2 separate regions of the Sus scrofa genome follow, and region 1 is linked to region 2. The links are chromatin contacts, called in public HiChIP or PLAC-seq maps. All regions are on one chromosome and are shown on one strand. Each heading gives the region's core, a stretch centred on a gene start, on an enhancer-like site or on the middle of the called end of the contact. The rest is flanking DNA. Distances are from core to core; before and after follow the strand shown. Region 1 has its middle 110 kb from the start of BACH2. Region 2 overlaps BACH2 (transcription regulator protein BACH2).

Region 1 (3,643 bases), core at 242-2,741, 190 kb after region 2:
GCTTTCAGATATTTCAGATACATGATGCTGAAATCCATCGTCCAACTGATTTCAGAAAAAAGAAGAATTTGCTGACTCTAAGAACCTAAAGTCAGGACTAGTCAGACCTGCCTGCATCCAAGTATTTAAACAGGCCCTCAGACATCTGCGTCTCTCTCCATCTCTTCGTTCTTTGCCAAGTGGGTCATTCCATGTGTTGGCCTGATCAGGTCACTGCCAGAAGCTTCAGGTTTACATCCTACCCAAGGCAGAGAAAACCTTTCTCTTTTATTGGTTCTAGCAAGTCTCCGGGAAGCACTCGTGTTGGCAGGATTCAGGTTATGTGCTCATCTCTGAACTAGAGGTTGGCAGCAGTCCTGCTTACACCTACCTCATGAACAGAAAGTTCCTCAAAAGAAAATCAGGGCCATGTTACCTGAAGAAGGTAGAGAAGCCAAGCAGCCAAACCCCAGATGTCTCCACAGATGCCATAGTGATGACTCTTCCAAGAAGCAGAATATATTCAACAGTATTAAGTACTATTGAGAGATCAGGTTAGATGGCAACTAAAAATGCCCATGGGATTTAGCCACCTGGAAGTCACTGTGACTGGAGACCCACATGAATGGCTCCATCACAAAGTGGGATGGGTAGTTCCTGTTGGCTCAGCGGGTCAAGAATCCGACCAGTATCCATGAGGATACAGGTTTGATCCCTGGCCTTGCTCCGTGGGTTAAGGATCTCGTGTTGCTGTGAGCTGTGGTGTAGGTCACAGATGAGGCTCCCATTCGACCCCTAGCCTGGAAACCTCCATATGCTGTGGGTGCAGCCCTAAAAAGAAAACAAACAAACCAAAACCAAAATGGGATGTGGCAGGAGTCATCATGCAGCGGAAATGGTGAACTCAGGAGAGAAAAATCACTTAGACCTGAGGTGGTCGAGGAACACTTCATGTCAGAGGTAGCATTTCAGTTGGGCTTGAAGGATGAGTAATATTTTAAAAACTAAATCCAGAGAAATGAAAGGAATGGCACTGTGGCTAAATATAGCATGAACGAAAATGTGGCGTCAGTGACTTTTGGGACGTGTTCACTGGGAGGTTGAACAGTTCGTATTTGTTTTGAGCATCAGGGACCAAAAGTGAATGCTATCTAAGGAAAACGGACTTTTTTTTTTTTTTTTTTGGCTGAGGCTCGCAGAAGCTTGATATGGGATATCAGTTGTCAGACCCGGGATGGAACCAGGCTACAGCAGTGAAAGCATCATGTCCTAACCCCTAGACCACCAGAGAACTCCCCAAAGAAACTGTCTTTGTTCAATTTACAAGTTATTCAACTACCCCCAACATGCCTTTAGGTTATGGGCCTGAGTATGTAAATGAGTCACCATTGTCCCTCTAAGGAGACCGACTCAGATTCAGTCTAGAGACGTCCCTCCATGTACTCTTGCCCTGGGGTGTGTCACATGGGAACTTGATACTGAACCTTGATCTTTCCTGTGACTGTCTGAGTGGCCTGGGCTTGCTGTGCTAATGTCACCATTCCTGGCAGCCTCTGTCTCTCAGGCTGCTGCCTCTGTGGTGAGGATTTGGCTATTCTGGCCGCCCTGGAGGAGTGGCCGTGTCAGACCGTCAGGTCAGCGACAGCAGCTCAGCTGTTTCTCATCTTGCACTTGACCCACTTCTTGGGTCACCTTGACCCAGGCTGCCCAGGGAGACTTTCCTCTGAGACTCTCTGTCTCTTTAGTCCACTTCAACGGGCTCCTGGACTTGCCAAGGGTCGCATTTCATTTTTCCTCTTGAGACAACTCGGAATATTTTTTCCAAAGCTTCTCGAGAGTATAGAGAGAGCCTCCTTCATCCACGGGAGGTCAGACATTTTACACCATGAGGAGATCAGATCTCTCTGGTTGTGCCAACTCCACTTTGCAGGGGGTGACCGAAGGCTCTTTCCGTTGTTGTCGTGCTCATCCTCAAGGGGGAGTGTCTTGCTCCAAGGGAGGGGACCTCTCTCATAGCCCTGCTCACCTGCAGCATGCAGAGCTGTGGTCCCAAGTGAAAGCCCTCTGACTTCCGCAATGAGGGGCCCGGGGCCGGGTGATGGGGTGGGGATGCATGGCTTATGTGTAGGGCCTTTAGGGCTGGAGGAACAACAGGCCCCAGCATTCCTGCCCCAGCTCCTGAGAGACTGACCTGGCAGGGGTTCCCTATGGTGGGTTTCTCAATGGTGCCTGCAAACAAACAAGCACATCCTTAGACAAACCATGGTAATGAGAAGGGAGGTATAATGATACTGGAGTTACCTCTCTCCATTCATTCCACAAGCATTTTTCTGAGTGTTTATTTTTGGCATAGAGCTATTTGGGGGCGGGGAGAGCATGTGGGGAAGAGGAAAGGGAATTGGTCCAATGTGGCAGCTTGAGAGGGGGAGATGGATGGCGGGGGATGGGCAAGTATTAGTGTTTGGTCTGTGGAAGATGAAACAGCACAGCTCTGCTCTGTGGGCGGTTCTTTGATCTTCCAGTAACTGCTAGAGTAGCAATTAGCATCCTTAATGCTGAGGGGAGTCTCTGAGAAACCCTTCAGCCTACTGATTTAGGTTAGTAGATCCGGAAGTGTGGGTGCCTGAGAGTGAGAGAGTGTGTGTGTGTGGGGGGGTATGTGTGGGTGTGTGGATGTGGGAGGGAAAGAGAGAGAGAGTGAAAAATGGGTGTTTAATTAGATGTTTGATATTTATTTTATAATATAGCTTTCTATGTTTGAGGATGATGTGACACCCTCAAAATAAAATTCTGTTTTGTTATCGAAAATCGAATCATCTGAGCTCTTCTGTGGAGAAGGAATAAAGTCCTGCATTTACCAGAAAACATGAATTCCTGAAACTTATAATACTGAGTGAAATAATATGCCCAAGGGTCCTGTCCGGAGGTCCTGTCAGGGACAATCCTTCCCTCATAGCCTGAGTTCTGGAAGCTGACAAGATTTAACTTTCTGCTGGGCTATTATCTGGAACTGACCTAAGTTACTTAAGCCCTTCAAACTTTAGTTCTCACATTTATGAGGTGGGAATAACCTGTAACATGGGGATAAGATCCCTCATAGGATTGCTTGTGGATTTTTTTTTTTTCTTTTTCTTTTTTGGTGGCCCCGCCGTGTATGGAGCTCCTGGGCCAGGGATCAGATCTAAGCTGCAGTTGCAACCTAAGCTGCAGCTGCGGCAACACTGGATCCTTAACCCGCTGTGCTGGGCTGGGCGTTGAACCTGTGTCTAGCACTCCCAAGATGCTGCCAATCCTGTTGTGCCACAGTGGGAACTTGGCTTGTGGATTTTTTAAAACAAGAATTATATGAAATAATTTATGTAAAGTGCTGAGCCCACACAATAGTTGGCATACACAGTATATGTTTAATGGGTTGCTATTTTTAGCAAAGACTTGGAATAATGTACATATTGGAAGAGAATTCCTTTTTTTTTTTCCCCCTCAAGGACCACTGAGCAGAGCTAGAGTGAGGGACTATCTAATGGAAGCACAAAATTTTAAAAATTATTTTAATTTCTAGTGACACAAAAATAATTAAACCAATTTATTTTAAGTTACCCTGTGGTCTCTTACTAAATAGAGCACATACGTTAATATAACAGCAATACTGTAGGGTGGGCAAAGC
Region 2 (3,582 bases), core at 646-3,145:
CGGAAGCCCAAGAGAGAGGCTGTCCTGTGTAACCCAACTCCAGGTCATCTGGTGGGAACTTTTTTTTTTTTTCTCCGAAAGTAGCCTTGCTTGAGCCTTGGAAAACTTGATCTAACTCGGGGTTTCCATTTTTAGAATAAATGGCAGGAGGGAAAGTGTTCAGGACGTAGAGGGTGAACTTCCAAACCAAAATAAGAACAGAGTGGGGGGTGATCTCACCTCTGCTCGCTGCCCCCCACCAGGAGACACCTGCCATGAATGTAGACATTCTTGATTGTTACAACTGGGGGAGAATAGCATCTAGCAGGTAGGGGATAGGATCTTGCTAAACATCCTACCAGGCACAAAACAGCTTCCACAATAAGAACTGTCTGCTCTAAAATGTCAACAGTGCTGAAGCTGAGAAATCCCGATGGAGAGGGGACACTGGAGGACGATGGTAGATTTAAAATAATGACCATTCTTCATCATATGACAATAGTGTTGATATCACGCTGTCCAAATGTGCACAAATCACCACCACAAAAATGTATCAGTTCTCTTTTGAAGCGAAATAAATGAAAACTGTGTTGTAACCTTGCAGTCGGATCACTGAAGCTGCCTAGAAAACAGTGGAGCAGTTTCAATTTTAGACGGTTCGTCAGCACCGTCGTGAGTGCTGTGTTCACTCCAGGTTAAGGTGTGATCTGCGTGCTTACTGTCATAATTCAGAGGTGACTACTGACGGAAGGAATTCATGAGCTCACTTGCATGATCACCATAACCACACATGTAACCTGAGCAGATCTCGGTCTGGGAAAAAAAATGGCAGAATGTTTCAACTTTCAAAATACCAACAAAATATGAGGAACCGTGGTGATGTTGACCTACATTCTGGGGAAGTTTAAAAAACAGCTGCATGCGAGGGCCTAAAACGCAGAACTGCCCAAAGGTATCCTGATGAAAATAATCATGGTGCATATTTTGAAATGCTTCCATTTCTAACATTCTGTACCTGGTTCAAAATATGCCCTTTCCTCAACACAGCCTACCCTTTAACACATCTGGTGTAAGAATGTATATTCTGATAACGCAGTCATCATTCTCTCATGAACTCTTTGATTTCCGCAAAAGAAGGAAAAATCCCCATCGAAGCACAGCTCATGCATGCAAGCAAATCTGAAGCAGGAGGAAAAGAATTTCATGAATGAGCAGGAGACAGTTTTTTTTTTTTTTTTTTTTTAAATGGAATGTTTTAAACGCTTGTGGTATAAACAGTAAACAAAACTGATTCACTAAATGTTAATACTGTTTACCATGATGTAAGAGTTGGGTTTTTTTTTGTTTGTTTTTTTTTTTTTAATGTTCCAGAAGCAAGAGGGAAATGAATACCTCAGTAGGGAAAAATGATACCTTCCTTGGCATTTCAGAACCATTGCTCAACGCCTCTTGAGCAAGGAAGCCATCGTAATGACTTTATTTTACCTACCGCAATTATGGGGCACCTTGGAGCAATTCTCCACCGTATCCCACTTTCCTCCCTCCACTCCAGCCCTGCTAAATCATCTCTGGAAACCATTAACCGAGAGTCCTGTTCCAATTTTCCTCTCCTCCCTCGCCTTGCTGCCTCAGTCATGCTGGAGTCAGGACAAAGCCAACTTGTGTTACATCACAGAGCAAACTCATTTTCTGTAAACCATCTCACTGGTCGTTTACCGCTACTGGAATCCAAAGCTGTCAACAGTGTGGTCTTTGTTTGGTGGGTGTTGCTTGAAAACTTAAGGAAAAACAAGAAAGTTTTCCCCACTCCCCCTTCCTCTCGTTTAAATACAGGCCAGTGGTTGGAGGTGGCTCTGCAGCCTGGCTCCACCCCGCTGTGTAAACTAGACATTACCTTATACACAAATGATCTAGGCATTCCTCAGTCTAGCTGCCTGGCTGCGCATTCCTCTGCTCCCCAGCACACACTCCCTGCCTTCCCCTCCTCTTTCCTCTGCCCCCACCCTCCTCTTTTCTCTCTCTCTCTCTCTTTTTTTTTTTTTTTTCAATTTCCACTGCCTCACTGTGTTTTTGTGTAAATGATCTCACATGACTCAACAAATCCATCTGCCTGAAGCTGGCCAAGTCTGGAGCCCTCCCAGGAGGGAGGAGAAGAATTGCTTTGTGGAAAGGACCTGGAGCGCTGCCCTTGCTCTGGCTCGAATTACCCGCCTGTCAGGCCTGACGGATTTGGCTAAAAATAAAAGGAAGCGGGCCGTGAAAAGCAGATGAATGGGCTCAGCAGTTCCTTAGATAACACGGGCCTGCTGTTGCCCAAAGCTCCCCAAACAGCAACTTCAAATGCGGGGCTTGTGAGGGCAGGGATGGGGCATCCAGGTGAAAATGGGGGGGACAGGGCCTGGGTCTGAGATTTCTTCCCCGAGGACGTACGTGTCTGTGTGTGTGTGTGTGTGTGTGTGAAAGAGAGAGAAGGAGAGAGACAGACAGAGAGAGAAAGAGACACTCATACAAAAAGGTCCTTAGAAAAACAGTAGATTTAGTGGAGTGAAGGCTTGGCTCATTAAAAAGAAAAGGAAAAAAAAAAAATGCTGTTTCCACTACAAAATTACCCTTCTCCCCACCTCCCAGCACCAGACATTTGAAGCCTCCCTATGAGGTCACTTCTGCATTCAGAGCCAGCAAAGAACTCAAAGTCTTTCTTGTGAGTGGCTGCCCGGCGCCCGCCCGCAGTGGGTATTAAGCACTTAGGTTGGCAATGTAATGACACACTGTAACAATCTGTAATATGAAGCAGTCAGCAAAGCCCTGGCTCGGGAAGCTGTTTCTCCCGACCATTAACCATATGTTTGGCTCCCCAGCTAGCCGAGCGAGCCTGGTTCCAGCTCACCATCTGGTTTCTATCCACACAAGCGACTGCAAAGCACAGACCATCTCCCTCCGGAGCCCTGTGTTTCTTTTTCTCTCTTTTCCGTTCTGCCCTTCCCGTTGCTGCCTCCCAGCTCCTTTAGCTCCCCCTGCTAAAGAATTCTCTGCCATTCATCACGTGCAAAGAAAACTTTACCTGGCGCGGCAGCAGCAGAGCCATTAAGAATGCACAGCTGGATTGTAAACACGCCAGAGGACCGGTTACCATCCGCGTCAGTCCCACGCGGTCCTACCCCCTTCCTCATCTCCTATTGAGTGCAGACACTTGATCCAGGATGTTAAAAATAGGTACATTCTTGACAGATCCAGGGGTTGTTGTGATGTCCTTCACACTCACTCCATATTCTGGGAGTGGGGCTTTAAAACACACACGCGCACGCACGCACACACACACACTCCTGAGTTTGTCTCTGCATTCAATCTGCATGACATCAGTCTCACACAGATGACATACTGGCTGCAAATAACCAAGTCAACCAAAGTCTCTATTCCTTTCTCTGCCCTAAAGAATTTGATCCCCAGCGTGTGTTTTTTTCTTTCCCCCTTTTCCACCTACAGAGCCCAAACTGAAAGAGATGACGCTTCAGAAGAATAAGCACCCATAGGCATTTTCGACTAATTGATAATTTGCAAAATTTAGGCTCATTCACATCAGCATTTTAATAGTGTCCAGTAATG

Evidence for each region. HiChIP or PLAC-seq counts read pairs in DNA pulled down with a chosen protein or histone mark.
Region 1: a contact with region 2 is called in an H3K27ac HiChIP or PLAC-seq map of skeletal muscle. The contact joins two enhancer-like sites. A contact is called at or near these places in 2 of 47 Hi-C or Micro-C datasets (both in skeletal muscle) and 1 of 2 datasets of contacts at active chromatin or transcription factors (skeletal muscle).

The regions. Positions count from the first base shown.
Region 1 is chr1:58,389,575-58,393,217 of Sscrofa11.1, forward strand. No RefSeq gene overlaps it. Among named protein-coding and RNA genes, the nearest start is that of BACH2, 110 kb to the left of the region's middle. Within about 2 kb of position 1,492, at least 9 of the 83 cell types and tissues checked have an H3K27ac peak or open chromatin away from gene starts, as enhancers often do. A contact at or near this core is called in skeletal muscle, where this site is marked.
Region 2 is chr1:58,201,681-58,205,262 of Sscrofa11.1, forward strand. All of the region lies in intron 1 of BACH2 (transcription regulator protein BACH2), which reads right to left. Among named protein-coding and RNA genes, the nearest start is that of BACH2, 78 kb to the right of the region's middle. Within about 2 kb of position 1,896, at least 65 of the 83 cell types and tissues checked have an H3K27ac peak or open chromatin away from gene starts, as enhancers often do. A contact at or near this core is called in skeletal muscle, where this site is marked.